2 separate regions of the Mus musculus genome follow, and region 2 is linked to region 1. The links are chromatin contacts, called in public HiChIP or PLAC-seq maps. All regions are on one chromosome and are shown on one strand. Each heading gives the region's core, a stretch centred on a gene start, on an enhancer-like site or on the middle of the called end of the contact. The rest is flanking DNA. Distances are from core to core; before and after follow the strand shown.

The links. HiChIP or PLAC-seq counts read pairs in DNA pulled down with a chosen protein or histone mark.
Region 2: a contact with region 1 is called in an H3K4me3 HiChIP or PLAC-seq map of bone marrow-derived macrophages, with 2.8 times the contacts expected there. The contact joins the enhancer-like site here to the promoter of Hddc3 in region 1. A contact is called at or near these places in 13 of 39 promoter capture datasets (the 3T3-L1 cell line, 3T3-L1-derived adipocytes, the C10 cell line and 9 more), 1 of 484 Hi-C or Micro-C datasets (bone marrow-derived macrophages), 1 of 115 datasets of contacts at active chromatin or transcription factors (bone marrow-derived macrophages) and 4 of 9 other capture datasets (adipose tissue, liver, macrophages and 1 more).

Annotation. Positions count from the first base shown.
Region 1 is chr7:80,340,822-80,345,869 of GRCm38.p6, forward strand. It overlaps Hddc3 (HD domain containing 3), which reads left to right and starts at 2,316. Exons shown (of 4, transcript NM_026812.2): 1 at 2,316-2,428; 2 at 2,718-2,773; 3 at 2,895-3,135; 4 at 4,827-5,048. The coding sequence starts at 2,317. The coding sequence ends at 4,957. It also overlaps a transcript of Unc45a not described here.
Region 2 is chr7:80,493,904-80,498,486 of GRCm38.p6, forward strand. It overlaps Blm (Bloom syndrome, RecQ like helicase), which reads right to left. Exons shown (of 22, transcript NM_001042527.2): 9 at 3,502-3,620; 10 at 2,087-2,200; 11 at 530-628; 12 at 199-347. Among named protein-coding and RNA genes, the nearest start is that of Blm, 39 kb to the right of the region's middle. Within about 2 kb of position 1,493, at least 38 of the 459 cell types and tissues checked have an H3K27ac peak or open chromatin away from gene starts, as enhancers often do. A contact at or near this core is called in the HPC-7 cell line, bone marrow-derived macrophages, hematopoietic stem and progenitor cells and 1 more, where this site is marked.

The DNA.
Region 1 (5,048 bases), core at 1,066-3,565:
TCTCCACTAATCTGGAAGCTACAAGTCTCCCACTGCAGAATTCAAGGACAGTGCCCAAGACACGGGAGCACTCTGCCAGTGTTCTGCGAATCCGGGACTAGAGTTCTTACCTGAGGATGGGTGGTGGCTGAAGCGAAGACAAGTTAACTTGGTACAGGGCCTCAAATTCATCCAGGGTACAGCAGGAACCCCCGGCAGCCTGCAGGTGGCAACAGTAGGCTTCCTCGGGAGTGTCAGAGAGGCGCGGACAGAAAAAACCAGGGTAGTGGCCGCCTTCTGCATCCCGTGTAGTCTGGCACAAATGGGGGTGGTGAGCCAGGGCTGGAGAGAAGCAAGACGTCTATAGAGAAGGGAGGTTACCCACATCCCCTTCACCCTGCTCAAAGTGCAAAATGGGGTCCAAGTCCCAAAGAGAAGAGAAGAGGAGGCTCTCTCCACCCCTCACCATCAGATCTCCCGTACCCCAAGTCACCCTCAGAGGATAGGGAAAGTATTATACCTGAGAGGTCGGTTGGCTGGGCAAGATTCATCCAACTGAAAAGCAGTCCCCCACACAGGCCTGTCAGCAGGAGCCCTGGACCTCTCCCCTGGAGGCCCATAAGAAGTCGCCTCCACCTCAGTCGTAGTCCTAGGAATCCAACAGGGGTTCTAAGCCCTGGCTACAGACAAGAAGGAAGCTGAAATTAAAGTCCCAAGATTTGCAGGGGTGAAAACTCCTCTATTATAAGCTTGTGGAGAGATGAGAGTGATTGGGTCCTATCATCTGCTGGGAAATGTGAGGCCTTTGGCTCTAAACTGCCTATGATTTCCTAAGCAGAAGGGAGGAAAGGAATGCCAGGAGAGAAAAAGTTGAGCCATTGTCAAAAAGGAAGAAAGAAAGAAAGAAAGGAAAGAAGAAAGAAAGAAATGAAATGAGCGTGTGAAGCCAACTGTGTTTCTATCTACCCATTCCTCAATTTCTAGGCTGCACGGACACCTTGGGGGATATGGATTATTCCATTTTAGACCCCAGAGACCTCTGTTCAGCCTGTGGGGCATCCCTCTGTAACTGCAGCGCCATGGCAACCACCAAGCCTGTCAGAGAGTCCAGTCATTAGGCTTTCCCCTGAGCCTTATCTCCCCAGCTGCCAGCCCAGACACAAAAGCTACCTGCCTGGTGGAATACACTTAGCAGCTGGCTGTCTCCACTTCTCAGAACCCTTTGGGGAGATGCCAAGGTCTTGCTTATCCCTCATACTTCAGAGCTGCCAACGCCAAGACGGGATTTCTCCAGAAGATCCAAAGCTCGATGGCCGGTAAAGAGAGAAGGATTGTTCCAGTGCCTACCCAAGCTAGGCAACACTATGCTCCTGAAACCGCGGGGACAAGACTCACTACCTCAAGGGCCCAGAGCAGAGGTCTGGGGACTGAAGCAGGCTCCCTCATGATTCAAGAGATGAATGCAAACGGTTTCTGTAGAAACAGTGTTGTGTCCCAGGAGCCCACATCTGAAGCAATTAAGCAAGATCCAACTCTCCAGGTCAAATCCTAGCATCTCTAGGGCCAAGATGTTAGGTTCAGATGCCCAAGATAACAGAGACTGACCCTGTGAGGAGAGCGATGTTTGGAGCACGTTGAAAACGGTCTGGGTGTTGTGCCAGGCTGTAGATGGCCTTTTTCTCGTGGAAGACGCTGTCTCTGCCTCCCAGGCTAGATAAAATGGGCTTTCCCCCCACGATCCCACGGCCACCCGTGCCTTCCAGCTCTGTACCCAGCACTCTGTGAAACTATCACTTTTGGTTTTGTCTCCCTTTTCTGCAAAGACTGTTAGTTCTACTACGTCCTGGGGCATGGTGGGGAGAACGCTGCACCAGCCGCTGTGATTGTTGAAAACTTCTATATCCAGGATCTCGGTCTTTAAAGAACCTCCGTTGAGAATGGGATGATGGTTCAGTGGGTAAAGTGCTTGCTGCACAAGAATAAGGACTTGCATTCTTTCAGATTATTGCAATAGCCAGGTAAAAAAGCTGGGGATGGCAACCTACGCCTGTTGTACTGTGGAGGCAGAGACAGGAGACTCCTTGAAACTCGTTCGGTAGCTAGTCTTGCTAAATACCTGGGCTACAGGTTCAAGGAGAGTCTTTGTCTCCAAAAACTAAGGTGGAGACTTATAGCCTCTATAATCCACACGCACGCGCACACACGTTGGGGGAGGGGGGATGAATGAATTACAGCTTGTTAGAAATAGTTCCGTTCTCCGAGCCTCCGAAGCGCCAGGCGGCGCTATAGGTGATTTGTTCGGACTCCGAAGCTTCAGTCCCTCGCGCCACCAGCGCAATGGGCTCGGAGGCAGCTCAGCTGCTGGAGGCTGCTGACTTCGCCGCTCACAAACACCGACAGCAGCGACGAAAAGATCCTGAAGGGACTCCCTACATTAATCACCCCATCGGTGGGCGCGCCAGTTGGGAAGCAGCCCTCGCGGCCCGTGGCGGGTGGGGACTAACTGGGACGGGAACACAAAGCGCATATAAATTACTGAGCGCCTTCTTCGAGTCCCAAGCGTTGTATCAACCACTTTTCATGCGTTATGCGTGTAAGCCTCACCTGGGGTAGAAGGCAGGAGTGCTCCCTTGGTACAGTCGATATCCCAAGAGGGTAAGGGACTTTCCAAGGTCATCCAGCTGGTGAGGTGCTACATCTGGCTCCTTCTAGACTGACTTCTGCTTTGCCCCTGCCAGGTGTAGCCCGGATCCTAACCCATGAGGCTGGAATCACTGATATTGTGGTGTTACAGGTAAGGCTACCCTTCTCTGCCAGGAGGCTGGTGCGGGAAACCAGAGTACTGTTGAACAATGGGTGCTATTTATTTGGCTAGTAGGTTAGTGTCACTGGGCTGAATGGTAACCTATCCCCAGGCCGCCCTGCTCCATGACACAGTAGAAGACACAGATACTACCCTGGATGAGGTAGAGCTGCACTTTGGAGCACAGGTTCGACGCTTGGTGGAGGAGGTAACAGATGACAAGACTCTGCCCAAACTGGAAAGAAAGCGGCAACAGGTGGAGCAGGCACCACACAGCAGCCCAGGGGCCAAACTGGTGAAGCTGGCAGACAAGCTATACAATCTGAGGGACCTGAATCGCTGCACCCCTACAGGTATGCTCTCCTACTGGCTCTGAGGAGAGAGGGGGAGGGGATGGCCAGCTTCTGAAAATACAGGTTGGTTAGATTCCCAGAAATAAGTCGGGGGGTAGAGTGGGGAGGGGTGGTCGTAACACCTCCGACTAAACCTCTGTCTTAGTCAGGGTTTCTATTCCTGCACAAACATCATGACCAAGAAGCAAGTTGGATCTCATGGAGGCATTTCCTCAACAGAAGCTCCTTTCTCCGTGATAACTCCAGCTGTGTCAAGTTGACACAAAATTAGCCAGTACAATTGACCCCTTGTCAACTTGACACACAAAAACATCACTAGTAAGCCTCAACCCTTACAATCTTATTCATCCCCAAGATCTAAATAACTTTAAAAGTCCCACAGCCTTTACATATTCTTAAAATTTCAATCTCTTTAAAATATCCATCTCTTTTAAAATCCAAAGTCTTTTTACAATTAAAAGTCTCTTAACTGTGGGCTCCACTAAAACAGTTTCTTCCTTCAAGAGGGAAAATATCAGGGCACAGTCACAATCAAAAGCAAAAGTCAATCTCCAACCGTCCAATGTCTGGGATCCAACTCACGATCTTCTGGGCTCCTCCAAGGGCTTGGGTAACTTCTCCAGCCAGGCCCTTTGTAGCACACGCATCGTCCTCTAGGCTCCAGATGCCTGTACCCCACTGCTGCTGCTGCTCTTGGTGGTCATCTCATGGTACTGGCATCTCCAAAACACTGCATGACCCCTTCAGTCCTGGGCCTTCAATTGCAACTGAGGCTGCACCTTCACCAATGGCCTTCCATGGCCTCTCACAGTACCGAACCTCAGCTGCTTTGCGTGACCCCTTCATGCCTTCAAAACCAGTACCACCTGGGTGACCCTTACATATTACCAAGTCCCACTGCAGCAGGAGTACATCCTTGGCCATCTCTGGAACACTGCCTCTTTGTGCTTTCAGAAAACACTTCCCAGAAGATGTCACCTCAATGATGCTGGTCTCTTCTTAATCACCGCTAATTTCTTAGCTCCAGCTAACCAGCATCAATAGTCCCAGTAATGCAAAGTTTTTGCTTGGTAGTTCTGGTATCTTGTTAATCACAGCTGATTCTTCAGCCCCAGCTAACCAGAACTACAGAATCTTCACAAACAAAACAGCAATGGCCCTGAAAAGAGTCTTTAATTTTCCCTCTGAAATTTCACAAACCAGAGCTCCATCTTCTGCAGTGTTCTCAACATTATCTTCCAAGCTCCTACATGACATCCGACAGAGCTCTTAACAACGGATGGATCTTCAAGCCCAAAGTTCCAAAGTCCTTCCACAGTCCTCCCCAAAACATGGTCAGATTGTCACAGGAATACCCCACTCCTGGTACCAATTTGTCTTAGTCAGGGTTTCTATTCCTGCACAAACATCATGACCAAGAAGCAAGTTGGATCTCATGGAGGCATTTCCTCAACAGAAGCTCCTTTCTCCGTGATAACTCCAGCTGTGTCAAGTTGACACAAAATTAGCCAGTACAACCTCCTAGAATAGTCTTCTTCCCTAAGGTGGGAACAGAGTTGCTGGGTCATGGAGAAGTTGTCAGATCATGCCATCGCAACTCACGGCCTTGTACCAAAGCCTGCCAGGAAACAGGCAAAAGCCGATGCTGCCCTTGACACCACACAAGCAGGTTTCTGTCCACTCTGGTGCAGGATGGTCAGAACACCGAGTCCAGGAGTACTTCGAGTGGGCAGCCCAGGTGGTAAAAGGGCTTCAAGGGACAAACCAGCAACTGGAAGAGGCACTAAAGCAGCTGTTCGAGGAGCGAGGGCTGACGCTCTGAGCCGTTCTCTGTGCCATCCTGCAGCATGGCTCCAGCAAGGTCCAGGAAAGATGGGATTCTTACTGCAGCGTTCCAGAGCCTCCTCATTTCC
Region 2 (4,583 bases), core at 243-2,742, 150 kb after region 1:
TATTAAGTAAAGAAAAAAACCCAGATTTTGTTCCCAAATTTTACTGCACTGAGAATAAAAAAAAAAAAATTCTTCCAATTTCAAATATTCTGATTTAGCTGTCCTTGGGCACATCTGGACACTTGGCTTGATAAAGCCCTACAGGTGATGCTAATGTACAGAATCAGAAAATGGAACCCACAACCTTCACCGACTTACACCTGAGGTCTGAGGATCTTCAGCTGAGTGAGGATGTCCTTCTGGACCCTGGGGTTCGCTGTGGCCGTGAGGGCCATCACTGGAACAGAAGGAAACTTCTGGCGAAGCATATTCATCCTTTTGTAATCTTGACGAAAATCATGACCCCACTAATTGGAAAAAAAATGTTGCTTTCAGGTTATTTGTATCTCTCGGGTCGATATATAAGATGCACTTTATTCTCCAGTGAAGCAGCAGAGCGATCAGTCAGCCACTGTGGGTTGTTCTTCAGTGCTGTGGCTCTGAGCACTACTGGTGGTATAAACACACTGATATCCCAAGAGAAACTTACCTGACTCACACAATGCGCTTCATCAATGACAAAACGTGCCAAGAGCTTCCGCTCATACAGATTCTCCAGAGTAGAAATCAGCCTGTTACTTGCACAGACCTAGAATAGAGATACACGAGAGATGTAAACACATCTGAATGAATATCGTCACTCCCTGTTAGAACTACTCACACACGAGTGATTCTGTCCTCAGTCTGTGAAGAGAGCAGAAAAGCAAAGGGCAATCCAGACACTTCAATGCCCTCATCCACATCCAACAGCTTTACTTATCAGGCTAGTAGCTCTGAGAGTTACCACATGTTTACTCTGGTTACAGGACTTACATTTTTTTACATGTATTCATTTTGTGTTTGTGCATGTGTAGGGTGGGTCTGTGCACACAATGATGTATATGCGTGAATTCAGAGTTAAGGTGGTTGGTTCTAGGTCCTTAGGCACATTCCCCATGAGCAACCGCCAGCCTGATAACGGGAGTTTAGATGTGTGTTTGGTATGTGCATACTATTGGGGAAGAACTCTATGTATTACACATATAGATAGCTATGTGCCAATAACAAGCATATCTTAACAGGGACATAAGACACAGAAGTCAGGTTGATGAAGCGTCCTCACTGGTTGAACATAGGCAATTAGAACATCAAAATACATAGTGAAAATGATTATAATTTACTAAACTAATAAAGAACCCACAAGTTCACACTGATAAATACGCAGCATCAGGCAAGGCTTTCATAAAGCCAGGATGGATTGTATCAGTAAACTCAACCTGGCACTCATCATAGTAATAATAAGAAACAAATCATCAACGATGCTAAAGCTTGTGGGGAGGCTCTGATGTCTGCCACGGTGTCTGTACAGTCTGAGACCTCCTACAACAGAGCAACTGCTCACTAGGCAGCTGGAAGGGGAAGGAAACGTTAAGCCCAGCGAGCAGCAGCCTGGCAATGCTATTTTGATCGAGTGATTGGCCAGTGACCACCACTGGTAATGGGATGAGTCACTGCCAACTGTCTTCTGATAGCACACAGCACATCTGTGGCATCCCTGCCAACGTGAGGAATAGGGATTTAATCAGCAGGAAACAAGGCAAATTCAAATTGAGGCACAGTCCCCAAAACTGGCCCTTATGCTTCAAAATGTCAAAATAATGAAACTGTTTAGATAGGAGATGAAATAGGGGTTTTCTTTTTTTCCCTTTTTTACAAAGGTCATTACTGAAAGGTTAATGGCTTAAGTAACAGTATGTGTCACTGTACATTTCCTGACGGGTAAATTACAGTGGTTCCTAAGGGAGTGCTATACAGTCAGGAAATGCAGAGTGAGGTAAAGGAGAGGTAAAATGGCAGATCTGCAACTCACTGTCAATTAAGTGTTTCACAACAAACTGGAGAAAGAACAAACAACACAGGAGGCAGAGAAGACTTTACCATCTGTGGTCTGGAGTGAAGGTTATACAAGAATTCATTAATGTATATAAAAATTATCACCAAGTTCTTCAAATATATGTATTTGAGTGCGTTGCAATATTACACTGAAGAGAGTGAGATAAATACGAACCTTCTCTGGAGTAACATACAAAAGCTTGATGATTGGGTCTTTTTTGGATAATTGGAGGTAAATATTTGCAGCTTCTGAGTCAGTCTTATCCCCTGTCAGATATGTAGCTGGAATCTAAGTTAAGAGTAATAATTTAAATTTCATTTTATTTATACATTAATCAGATATGATCGTGCTTAGGTTTCATATTTTATAAGTCATATATCACACTTTCCAAAAGAAACAAATACCTCACCATAACAATCAATGCACCATTTTTATTTTTAAGTTTTGTTTTCTGAGTCAAGAGTTTCACTTTTGAGTCTCAAACTTGTGACCCTCCTGTACCCTCAGCTTCTAAAGTACTGGTAATTATAGGCATGTGTCACATCTAGCTAGTACACATATTTTTAAAAATTAACATTAAATGCAACTCAAAATAGCTTTCCCACTTAGGTGTGGTGGCATACATATGAGGAATCCTAGCTGGCAGGAGGATGAGAAAGGAGGTTTAGGAATTCAAGGCAGCCTTGCCATCCGGCAAATCTGAAGCTAGCCTGTGCTATGGCAAGATGCTTCTGTGTCAAGAAAAACTACAAAAGGCTCTCCACTGTTCCATTTTCTATGTTTCATCTCCTCTATCTGTAAAAAAGACCATGTTGTCTGTGTGTGTAACTGGAGCTGGCCCCAAATTTGCTTGTATGCCAGGCTTGCTTCTAACTGACAGAGAGGAACCTCTTTTTGCCTCTGAAAGTGCTGAGGCTTAAAGGTCTGCACCACAATGGTCGGCCTGGCTACGTTTACAGGTCTCATTGCTGTGATGGTAACTGTTGGTTAGAACAAGGTGAACAGCTGGGCAATGGTTATCAACACTGCAATGACATTCTTTAGAAGAAAAGTCAAACCAGCTGTCACACTGAGATGGTATGATTCGTAACCCTGTAGCCAACTCTTTGCAATGATTAACCTTATAGAGTGCAGCAGTCATAATTCCTCAACTCAGCAATGAGGAAAAAGACAGGTGTACAGGCACACACATGTGCATAGGAAAGAGAACTATGATGATCACTAGCCAAAAAAAGAAATCCCTTTATTTATAGTAAAACAAACAAACAAACCACCCCAAAACCCACATCAGGAAAATGTAGGCTAAGAGTTCTTAATAAAATACATTCTTTGAATTACAGATGGCTATTTGAATCACAATGTTTTAACACATGTACTTAACTCTACAGCTTAATTTAACTGTATGCTTTATTTAATTAATTAATTAATTTATTTATTTTTTGCAGTATGTTAGGCAAACACTCTGCCATGAAGCTATATACCCAGAATAATTATTTTAATAATTTAAACAATAGTTAATAAGATTTCCTAGCATACTGGCATGTGTTTCTAAGGTGCATTTTTATTAATAGTTTTATGTAATAACTTACATCAAAGGAAGTCAGCTTTTGGACTTGATCTACTATTAGTGATCTCAAGGGAGAAATGACAATTGTGACCCCAGGAGAAACACAGGCAGGGAGCTGGTAGCACAAACTTTTACCTCCTCCTAAGAGACAAATAATGAAAAACATGTCAGTTTCGAATTTGAGTGTGAAGGTAAAAGTTACAAAGAAAACCAATATAATATTTAAAATAATTTTCAGGGCATTAAATAGTATTACCCACAGGGCTATCTACCTATCTGCCATAATGAATTAAATGAACTCTCAACAGAACTGTTTAAAAAGTCTACCAGAGAAATCTGAATAAACTTTTGCTTCCAGCAATATAAGGGGTCTCTAAAATCCTAAGTCTGTGACTACCATTATTATTATTATCAAAATTATTCCTTTGAAATAAAAGGGAAAGCTACATATGTACTCATTCCCTTTCCCTGCCTGCCCTGCCCCATGCTGGGGCTCAAACCCAGGGCTCCGTTCACAGTGGGCAAGTGCTCTACTACTGAGCTGTGCCTCCAGCTCCCAAGAACATATTTTAAAATAACTACATGATTATATTCTAGTTAATTTGCAATTTCACCAATCTACTAATGGCAAAAGCTGGGCTAGGTAGTTTTTAGGACTTCAATTTATTTTTAAAATATATACTATACTCTTCCTTTTCCACATAGTGAATAAGTTTCATTTTGGCATGTATGTAGACATGTCAAAGAAATAGTGGGATGCTGAGAAGAGAGACCTGCTCTGCCAGCTGCATGAACTCAGACATGACATTTAGCCTGCCTAGGCCCTGGTATCCTGAAAAATCCATGAGGTCAATGGTCTAAAGAGCTGTCCAAGGGAAACTTTATTTGGAATATTTTTATTATATCTGTCAAGAGGTTGAAATCAGAGTGGAAAGGTCTTGAAAATAACTCCTGAAGCTGGGAAGAGCCATTGAAAGCCTCTGATTAGATGACTGCCAAAGTCCTTCCCAAGGTCAGAGCTTTCAAGGACCAAACTAGGGTTGAAATGGAGGCACAGTGTCACTAAGTTAATAAAGTCTGAAATGTGGATAAGATATCGCTGTC